2 separate regions of the Ovis aries genome follow, and region 1 is linked to region 2. The links are chromatin contacts, called in public Hi-C maps. All regions are on one chromosome and are shown on one strand. Each heading gives the region's core, a stretch centred on a gene start, on an enhancer-like site or on the middle of the called end of the contact. The rest is flanking DNA. Distances are from core to core; before and after follow the strand shown. Region 1 holds the start of SGMS1 (sphingomyelin synthase 1). Region 2 overlaps SGMS1 (sphingomyelin synthase 1).

Region 1 (4,262 bases), core at 604-3,103, 220 kb before region 2:
GGCATCCAGTCCCATCACTTCAGGGCAAATAGATGGGGAAACAATGGAAACAGTGACAGAGTTTTTTGGGCTCCAAAATCACTGCAGATGGTGATTGCAGCTAGGAAATTAAAAGACGCTTGCTCCTTGGAAGAAAGGTTATGACCGACCTAGACAGTATATTAAAAAGCAGAGACATTACTTTGTCAACAAAGGTCCATCTAATCAAAGCCATTGTTTTACCAGTAGTCATGTATGGATGTGAGAGTTTGACTATAAAGAAAGCTGAGCGCTGAAGAATCGATGCGTTTAATTGTGGTGTTGGATAAGACTCTTGAGAGTCTCTCGGACAGCAAGGAGATCCAACTAGTCCATCCTAAAGGAAATTAGTCCTGAATATTTGTTGGAAGGACTGATGTTGAAGCTGAAACTCCAATACTTTGGCCACCTGATGGGAAGAACTGACTCACTGGAAAAGACTCTGATGCTGGGAAAGATTGAAGGCAGGAGGGGAAAGGGACAGCAGAGCATGAGATGGTTGGATGGCATCATCAGCTAAATGGACCTGAGTTTGAATAAGCTTCCAGAGTTGGTGATGGACAGGGAAGCCTGGTGTGCTGCCGTCCATGGGGTCGCAGAGTCGGACACGACTGAGCAACTGAACTGAACTGAAAGACTCCTTGACACATGTCAACACCATCTGCTTCCTTGAATGGCATTTTCTAGAAGTCCTAAGTCTGGCCATTCTGCATAAACAGCACTTCAGATAAGTCAGCCAGCAGTCTTCTGGCACTTCCTCAGTTTGAAAAATTTACATCACAAGAAAGCAAGCCTTTCTTGCACTTCTTTGGTGCAAACTGATGAAAATATTCAATAGGGCTACTATGACTCAAAGAGCTTTGCCCTCTGTACACTCAAAAGATGTTGCTGAACTGAATTGCAGTTTTTATTTTAAACCCCTATGTGACAAATGTACTTTTAAAAATCTCCCTGAAAGAGCAGTATAGTGACGTAACAGTGAAGCATCCACAGTGAAGGGTGCGATTAAACGCCGGCACTGGGTCACACTCTCTGCCCAGTTCACCCTCTTCTGGGGCAAAATTTCAATGCCTCGTTTATAAAGTGAGGAGCCCTAAAATTTAGTTGAAATAAAGCAGTATAATGTTCACCAGAACCAGCTGGAGGACTTAACTGAGGTGGCAGGATACCTCCTCTCCCCCAGTAGTGTTTCTGATTCAAAACGCTGGAGGTCTAGCATTTCGCATTTCTAACAAATTCTCGGGTGATGGCGACTCATCTGGTCCTAAGGCCACAGGGACCCCAAGTGGTTCGTGGCAGGACATCAATAAAGGTTCGCTATTCCAGCTGTGCACCGGCAGGGGCTCGGGGATATTACATCTCAGGGACAGCGATGGCCTCTGTCCAGACGTTCCCAGCGACCCACTACGTCTCCGCAGGGAACAGATCAGAAGAGGGAAGCAGCTGGAGCAACGGCGTCACTGCCTTACAGAAGGGGGCCCCTTTCTCCAACTTGCGCCTCTGGGAAAAAGCACAGGCCATCCACCCCCGGAGTCCTGCCCTCTCGATTTCACAGCCGTTTGTTTTTAGCCCTCGCGGGAGTCTGTCCTCTCAGAAACCTAGGGCCAGAGCCCGGAATCCAGCGCCCTCGGGCGGGGCGGAGGCAGGTGCGGAGCAGAAGCTGGAGCCCGGCGTGAGGGCGTGGCGGGGAGCCGAGCTCTCTGCTCCCATCCTGCCAACTCTCCGGCCCGTCCCGACTGCCCACCGACCGAGGGCCCAGCGGAAGATGGCTGCCCGGAGCGCCGCGGACAGTCACGTGTCACGGCGATACCGCCGCACGCCCCCTCCCCCGCTCGCCGAGTCCCGGACCCCGCGGGTCGCGCAGCCCTAGGCTGCCTCTCCGCCACCCGGGTACCGAGCGGTACAGACAGAAGGGAACATCCCACTGCAGAAAGCCGAGAGCTCGCCCGGGCGTCCGCTCCCCGGGCGCAGGAGTCCACCTCTGGCAGCCGGAAAAAACCTTCCTTCGAGCGACCTGCACCAGGTCGGGCCACTGGGCATGCGCAGTGCTCCGGCCCGCGTGCGCCGGCTCTCCAGCTTTTTCCCGCAGCTCCGTCGGGTCGGCAGGAGGTGGGGCCGGGAAGGGGCGGGCCCGAGTCTCCCCCCTCCAATTGAAGGTACTCCAGGCCTTGCTCGCCTTCGCTCCCTGTTTTTGGGGAGTCTGTGAATAGAGGTTTGAGGATGAACCTTAGAGTGTGAGGTCCGCCATTTAAATTTTGTTTGTTTGTTTGTCTTTATGATCAATCACGAGTTAATTCCAAGTGCTGTACTCCTAGGCTCGGTGGGAAAGAGAATCCTCTGGCAGCCAGCAAACTCGTGCCTGCGAACCGGGTCTCCAGGAGGCCGAATTTGCGTTCTCTGCTCTGACCGGCTACAGCTCTTCAATTCTGGTTTTGCTCCAAGTGGAATACTGTCCCCACGCGTAAAAGCTGGCTTTCGTCCGGCCTCACTAAACGGCCCCCGAAAAATGTGCAAGCAAGGCCTCTCTCCTCGGAGGAGAAAACGCCCGCCTCCCGAGTTTTCAGCTACTTGAAAATGAAATAACAGGGTGCCAAGCCTCGCTTGCCCCTAGGTGCGCAGTCTGGCCGGAGTCCTGCTGGGTCCGGGGACGAGCTCCCTGCAGACCCCGCCCGCCTGCCCCGCCCTCCCAGCTGCCGCGAACACCCGGAGGAGCGGATTTGCGTAGCGCGGGCAGCTGGGCCGGCTCGGGCAGCGGACTGGGCATGCTCGGCAGCCCGGGAGGCTCGCGGTGGCTAGTCGGAAGCGTTCGCACCAGCTAGGCAGTGGCCGGGGCAGCGGCGGCGGCAGCGAGGGGCAGCACGGGAGCGGGAAGGGCCGGCCAGGGAAGGCTGCTCTCTCCTAGCGCCCGACGAGCCGGACAGAGAGCGCAATCCGGGTACGGAGCCCCAACGCTGCCCTGCCCCGGATTTCATTCCGCGGCTGGGGGCTCGGCGAGCGGAATTCCGGCGGCTGCCGCGACTCCGGTGCAAGTGAGTCGGGCGGCGGGAGAGAGCCGATCGCTGGGGAGCAGATCGGACACCCACCTCCGGGGTCTGGCTTGACGCCAGGAAAGGTGTGCCGGCAACCCTGGGGCGAGGGGGCGTGAGCGCAGCCGGCTCAGCGCCTGGCGAGTACCTGGCTGGCACTCCCCCCGCGCCGCCGCTCGGGGGGCGGGGGGCGGTCCCGCAGCTGTTCTCGGGGCCACGAGGGGGCGGGCCGCCTGCGGGGCTCCCGGACCTAGTTGGGGCGGGGAGAAAGGCGGGGGCGTCAGCGGGCACCTATTTCAGCGGTCCTGAGTGCGGACTGCAAGGCTGCCTAGTGTCGGTTTGGGGCGAGCGGACTGTGGCGGGGCCGAAGAACCTTCGGACAGTGGCGGGCGGGGGTCGGGAGACCCGCAGATCCGACCCCAAATCACGGCCCTACCCCCATCTGGTGGCGGCGTGACAGTTGGTACCTCTGGGTCCGATCGCAGCTGGCCAGGCACTCTGAGTTTCGGGGTACCTCCGAGCCACCCCCCTCCCCCGCTCGATGTCCGTGGATAACATAACAGGTGGGACCCCTTTCGCTGAGCAGCGAGTCTCCCTCCACAGACCGCTTAACAGCCTCCAGGTTTGGGGGCGGCTCTGACACCCGGCGGGGCTGCCCCCACGCTTGAGGGTGCTTAGGGGTAAGGCCTTGGAGGAGCCGTCAGCCAGCCTGGAGCTGGACATTCTTTCCAGGACGCGGCTTTTCCCTTGAAGGGTCTCCGCGATTCCGAGGCGACTTGTCAAGGGCAGGGCAGCGACAGCAGGGCTGTTTCTCCCACCTTCTTAGCCCAGGCTCGGGCTTTCTGCTTCCTCTGGTGGGTCTGGTACGGTGTCCTGGTCCGCTAACGGAGGCACACTGGAAGCTTCTTGTTAAAGCTTGTTTCCGTCTCCGGAGCTTCGAGTAAAATTCGGGATGAGGCTTGCCAGGGCCAGAGGGAGTGAAGAGAATCCTTCCAGGAGCTTCTCAGATGTTTCATTTCACCTTCAGACAGTAGCGACTTCAGCGGTACACTCTTACGACACGAAGAGTGACGACTGCTTTTCTGAAGAGGAAGTTTATTTTCTGTGTTATCGGGCCTGCTTACTATTCTAGCTCCGTTGACATTTACCTTCCCGGGCCTTCGGAGCTGTTTGGACAGGTTATTTTGCTTGAGGGTTATTTTCCGTGCAGACTTGGGG
Region 2 (4,401 bases), core at 671-3,170:
GTTGATGTCTGGCTATTGACTATGACTGCCCACTAGTTCCTTCTCTTCTCTGCAGGGAAATCTAGATATTTACACAGAGCTGGAAATGTTAGCTCAGCTCTCAGTCACCTGAACTAAAAGCCCACTCTTGTCTGGCTGCTATGGATATCGGACAGGATGCCACCAGCTCTGGGGTCAGACATTCATAGCTTTGAAGCAGGCTGTGACACGTCTTCATGATTGACCTTAAGCTTCAAAACCTTCTCGAACGCTCAGTTTCCTCATGTGTTCAGTACAGTTGTTAATACCTGCCTTGCTGTACTGTGTACAGGTTAAATGTCAAGTGATATGTGCACGATGGAAGCCACCATCATTACTAGATCCTCAGTAAATGAATTCAATTGCACGTTTTTCTTGCTATAGGTGGAATTTCAAGTACATTTTCCTATAGGAACAATGTTATGAATGGGGTTTGAGTGTCGTATTAGAACTATTAACATTACACCTCAGATAAATCATGAGTTAAATAGGCCTTTAAAGACTCGCCAGAGAAGCCAGTCTCTCTACATCTGGTCTCTAATGAAATGCATTTCAAGTGCCACAGAAGAGTTCATTAGCTTTAGAGTTCATTAAACAACTCTCAGAATGTAATTTATTACCAGATTGAAGACTGTTGAGATAAGCTTTTGTGTTAGACTTGAAATGGAATTCCTTGATAGGTGCTGATGTTTCAGGGACAGACAAAGGAGCCCTCCTTTTTACTTCTGGGAAGTAAACACCTTCTGGAGAACTTAGTTGCTCTTTCCTCCAGTTCACCTAGGTAGTTCTAGCATAGACTAGTCAGTTATGGGACCTTGGCCCCTGGGGTGGCTACATGGCCCATGCTGACCAGTGTGAGTTTTTCTTCAGAACTTTTAAGATTATAACTATGGAATAGCCCCTCTCAGTGCCAGAGCTGGGAGTTAAGTGGAAGAAGGCAGATTTTAGGAAGGGAGAGCAAAGCCAACATGTAGAAGCAAAGATGTCCTCCTGTCCTGGTGGAGTCACAGTGAAATGGCCCTGGAGCCCAGCCACGCCTGTGGCTTTCATGTGGCTAGCCCTGGCGGCTCAGCAGGTAAACAATCTATCTGCCATGCAGGAGACACAGGAGACGCGGGTTCGATCCCTGCATCGGAAAGATCCGCTGGAGGAGGAAATGGGCAACCTGCTCCAGTATTCTTGCCTGCAAAACCCCATGCAGAGAGGAGCCTGGTGGGCTACAGTCTGTGGGGTTGCAAAGAGCTGGATATGACTGAGTGACTAAGCACAGAGTCAGTCGCTCTATCTTTTGCCTCTGCTGCTTCAAGTGCCATGTTACCTGCAAGTTAAAGAAAACTAACTAATCTGGTTGTTTATATTTGGAATATTTAAGAAGTGTGTCTCTGTCATGAGCAGTTATAATAAATGTAATTGCATAGTAGGGCAGCTGATCTATCACAGCTCTTTTAGGACAACGGTAGTGTTTATTCTCATCTCATAAAAGGAGAACTGTATTAGCACTAATCAAAAGAGATGAGTGACTATGGATGAGAATGACTCTTGAATAGAGGCTTGCTCTAATGCAAATGTCGTATACTTTTTTATTTTAAACCATATAAGCAAATGGAAACTTATGATGGTTCTAACAGTTATATGTTGCCTCGGACAACTGCCATGTGCTAACTTTGATGCTTAGGAGTACTTTAAGGTAAACAGTAAGATATTTCTATTTAAGAAGGAATTGGTCTTTGGTGAGATTGTCAAATATGTGTGTATGTGTTCCTTATTGGAAAGGGAAGATAGAAAGACTTAGTCCCTCTGTTCTTGTGAGTGGGTTAGTATTTGGGGAACTGAGATGGTATGTGCTGACACTCTTTTGTAAACTGTACTTCCTTTTAGGAAGTATCAGATTTGCTTTCTCAGTAGTGGCATTCTTTACTGTTGGAACATGTCGTAAAGAGCAAAGACTCACATCTGTCGCTTGGGTTCTGATTGCCAACTGGGCTGAACAGCTATAATATTTGTGTATTCTCGATGTGTCAGCAGTTAAAGGAAAGTTTTTCTTTCTCCTTTGTGGCTGTTATATAACTCAGACACCATTATATCAACAACAGCTATTTATTCAGAATCTGCTAGATCCTGGGGAGACAAGGCCTCTGAAACATTGTCTCTGTCTCCAATGGACTTTTGTCATCGGAAAGAGAAAAGCCAGAGATTTCAAACAGAAGGAAGACACTTAGGCTCTCTAAGTTAGTTTTGAGATGGAGGTATTAAAGAATAAAGCTGTAGGCATTTGGAAGAGAGGAGAGTTCCCTGGGATTTGAACCAGTCAATAGGGTTCCAGAAAAGGAGGGGGTTGGAGAGGATCTGAAAGGTGGTAAGTTTTAAGGAGAGTGGGAGAGACAGAGGCCATGAGTGGGCCCAGGTATGGAAGTGGTAGTGTGCCTGTTGCTTTAGGGGAACAAGAAGTAGGCTGGTGGGATTATTTGGCCAAAGGTTTTTTAAGTGGAAGATGGGGGCTGAAGAGGTGAAAGCCAGCTTTTGAATGACTGAACATCATGGCCCCAGATGCTGGGAAAGATTGAGGGTAAGAGGAGAAAGGTGAGGCAGAGGATGAGTCGGTTAGATGGCATCATTGACTCAATGGACATGAGTTTGAGCAAACTCTGGGAGATAGGGAAGGACAGGGAAGCCTGGTGTGCTGCAGTCCATGGGGTCGCAAAGAGTCAGACACAGCTTAGCAACTAAACAGCAGCAGCATCATGGCGCTGAGATTGGAGCTAATCGTTTCTTTTTTAGAACCATAGATTGCAAAGAACAAAGACTGTCATTTTAACTTTGGACAACAAAGATACCCTAGAAATGGTGACCCTTTTTCTTTTGTGAGAACATTCTGATAACGTTGGTAATTGTGTCCTTATTTCCAAAGCATAAGGATCATTGAAAACATCTTTCAGGTGCTTTGAGCTATGATCACAGGTGAACTTATTTATGAACCTTCCTTCTTCTTGAATGGAGCACCCACTGTATACATTTTCAGCTTGACTGGATCCCAGATTAAAAAAAAAAAAAAAACAACTAGAGTCTCTCTCTCTTTCCTGTGTGGGTTACCTTTCCCGTCCTCTTTTATCTATGTATGGCTGCACACATGCATACAGTTGCATATTTTATTCTATTTTTTATTTTATTTTTTGGCCATGCTTCACAACATGTGGGATCTTAGTTCCCCCAAAAGGGACTGAAACCATGCCCTGTGCATTGGAAGTGTTTAACCACTGGGCCACCAAGCAAGTCCCCAACTGCACATTTTAAACTGCAAGGTCACGAAGTTTATTGAGTTGCTCATATTCACAGAGGTTTTATATATATGTATACACACACACACATATATAGTCTTTCATATACTATAAAAGAGCTACAGTTCTTGATGTAACAGCCAACATATTATCAGTTTGAAAAGTGAAAGTGAAGTCGCTCAGTTAGTATAATTGACAGTAATGGTTTCATAAGCAGAAAATCAATGTGCCTAAAAATCAGTATTAATTTCAATGACTGTTTGAAGAAAGTTGCCTGCAACACACATGTTTTCCTCTTGATTTCTACTACAAAACTCTACTTGTTTGATTGATAAGAGAGAAGAAGTGTTTATGATATGATGGCATGCTGGACTCTGACAGTTATCACGTGACAATGATGTCCTGGAAGCAGAGAGGATTGGACCTCGCAGCAGGAGCAGCAGTTAGGAGACTCAACTTTAGTGACCCTGGCATGAGGGTCACTTGAACCAGAATGGAAAACCAGTACAAATATGAAAGACATTAAGAAGCTGTCATTATGCCAGGTGATAGTGAATTGTCAATAGGGAGGGAGGGAGCACAGATGATTCTAGAATTTAATTTACAATGTCTAAGACCATAAAATTAGCTTTATAAGGAATATGAGAGTCAAGAAAGATTTATCAGTTTCATCGTCTAGGATATAGGCCCATTTTATGTGAGTCCCTTGGACTGCAAGGAGATCAAACTAGGCAATCCTAAAGGATATCAGTCCCGAATATTCACTGGAAGAACTGATGCTGAAGCTGAAGCTCCAATACTTTGGCCATGTGATGCGAAGAAGTGACTCCTTAGAAAAAACCCTGATGCTGGGAAAGATTGAAGGCAGGAGAAGGGGACGACAGAGGATGAGATGGTTGGATGGCATCACTGACTGGATGGACATGATTTTGAGTGAGCTCCAGGAGTTAGTGATGGACAGGAAAGCCTGACTGCAGTTCATGGGGTCTCAAAGAATCAGATGACTGAGCAACTGAACTGAACTGACTGACTGACTATGCCTGTTGCTAAGGTTAAATGTTAGGTCATAGGTTTATCTTGCGTCTGCCCTGTTTGGGGCCATAACTTG

Evidence for each region. A called contact is a pair of places that touch in the nucleus more often than the background predicts.
Region 1: a Hi-C map of hypothalamus shows a contact between it and region 2, with 1.9 times the contacts expected there. The contact joins the promoter of SGMS1 here to the enhancer-like site in region 2. A contact is called at or near these places in 2 of 16 Hi-C or Micro-C datasets (hypothalamus and muscle).

What each region holds. Positions count from the first base shown.
Region 1 is chr22:8,805,498-8,809,759 of ARS-UI_Ramb_v3.0, reverse strand. SGMS1 (sphingomyelin synthase 1) reads left to right here and starts at 1,853. Exons shown (of 10, transcript XM_060404923.1): 1 at 1,853-2,041.
Region 2 is chr22:8,585,875-8,590,275 of ARS-UI_Ramb_v3.0, reverse strand. The region is part of intron 5 of SGMS1 (sphingomyelin synthase 1); the gene reads left to right. Among named protein-coding and RNA genes, the nearest start is that of ASAH2, 160 kb to the right of the region's middle. Within about 2 kb of position 1,920, at least 8 of the 54 cell types and tissues checked have an H3K27ac peak or open chromatin away from gene starts, as enhancers often do. A contact at or near this core is called in hypothalamus, where this site is marked.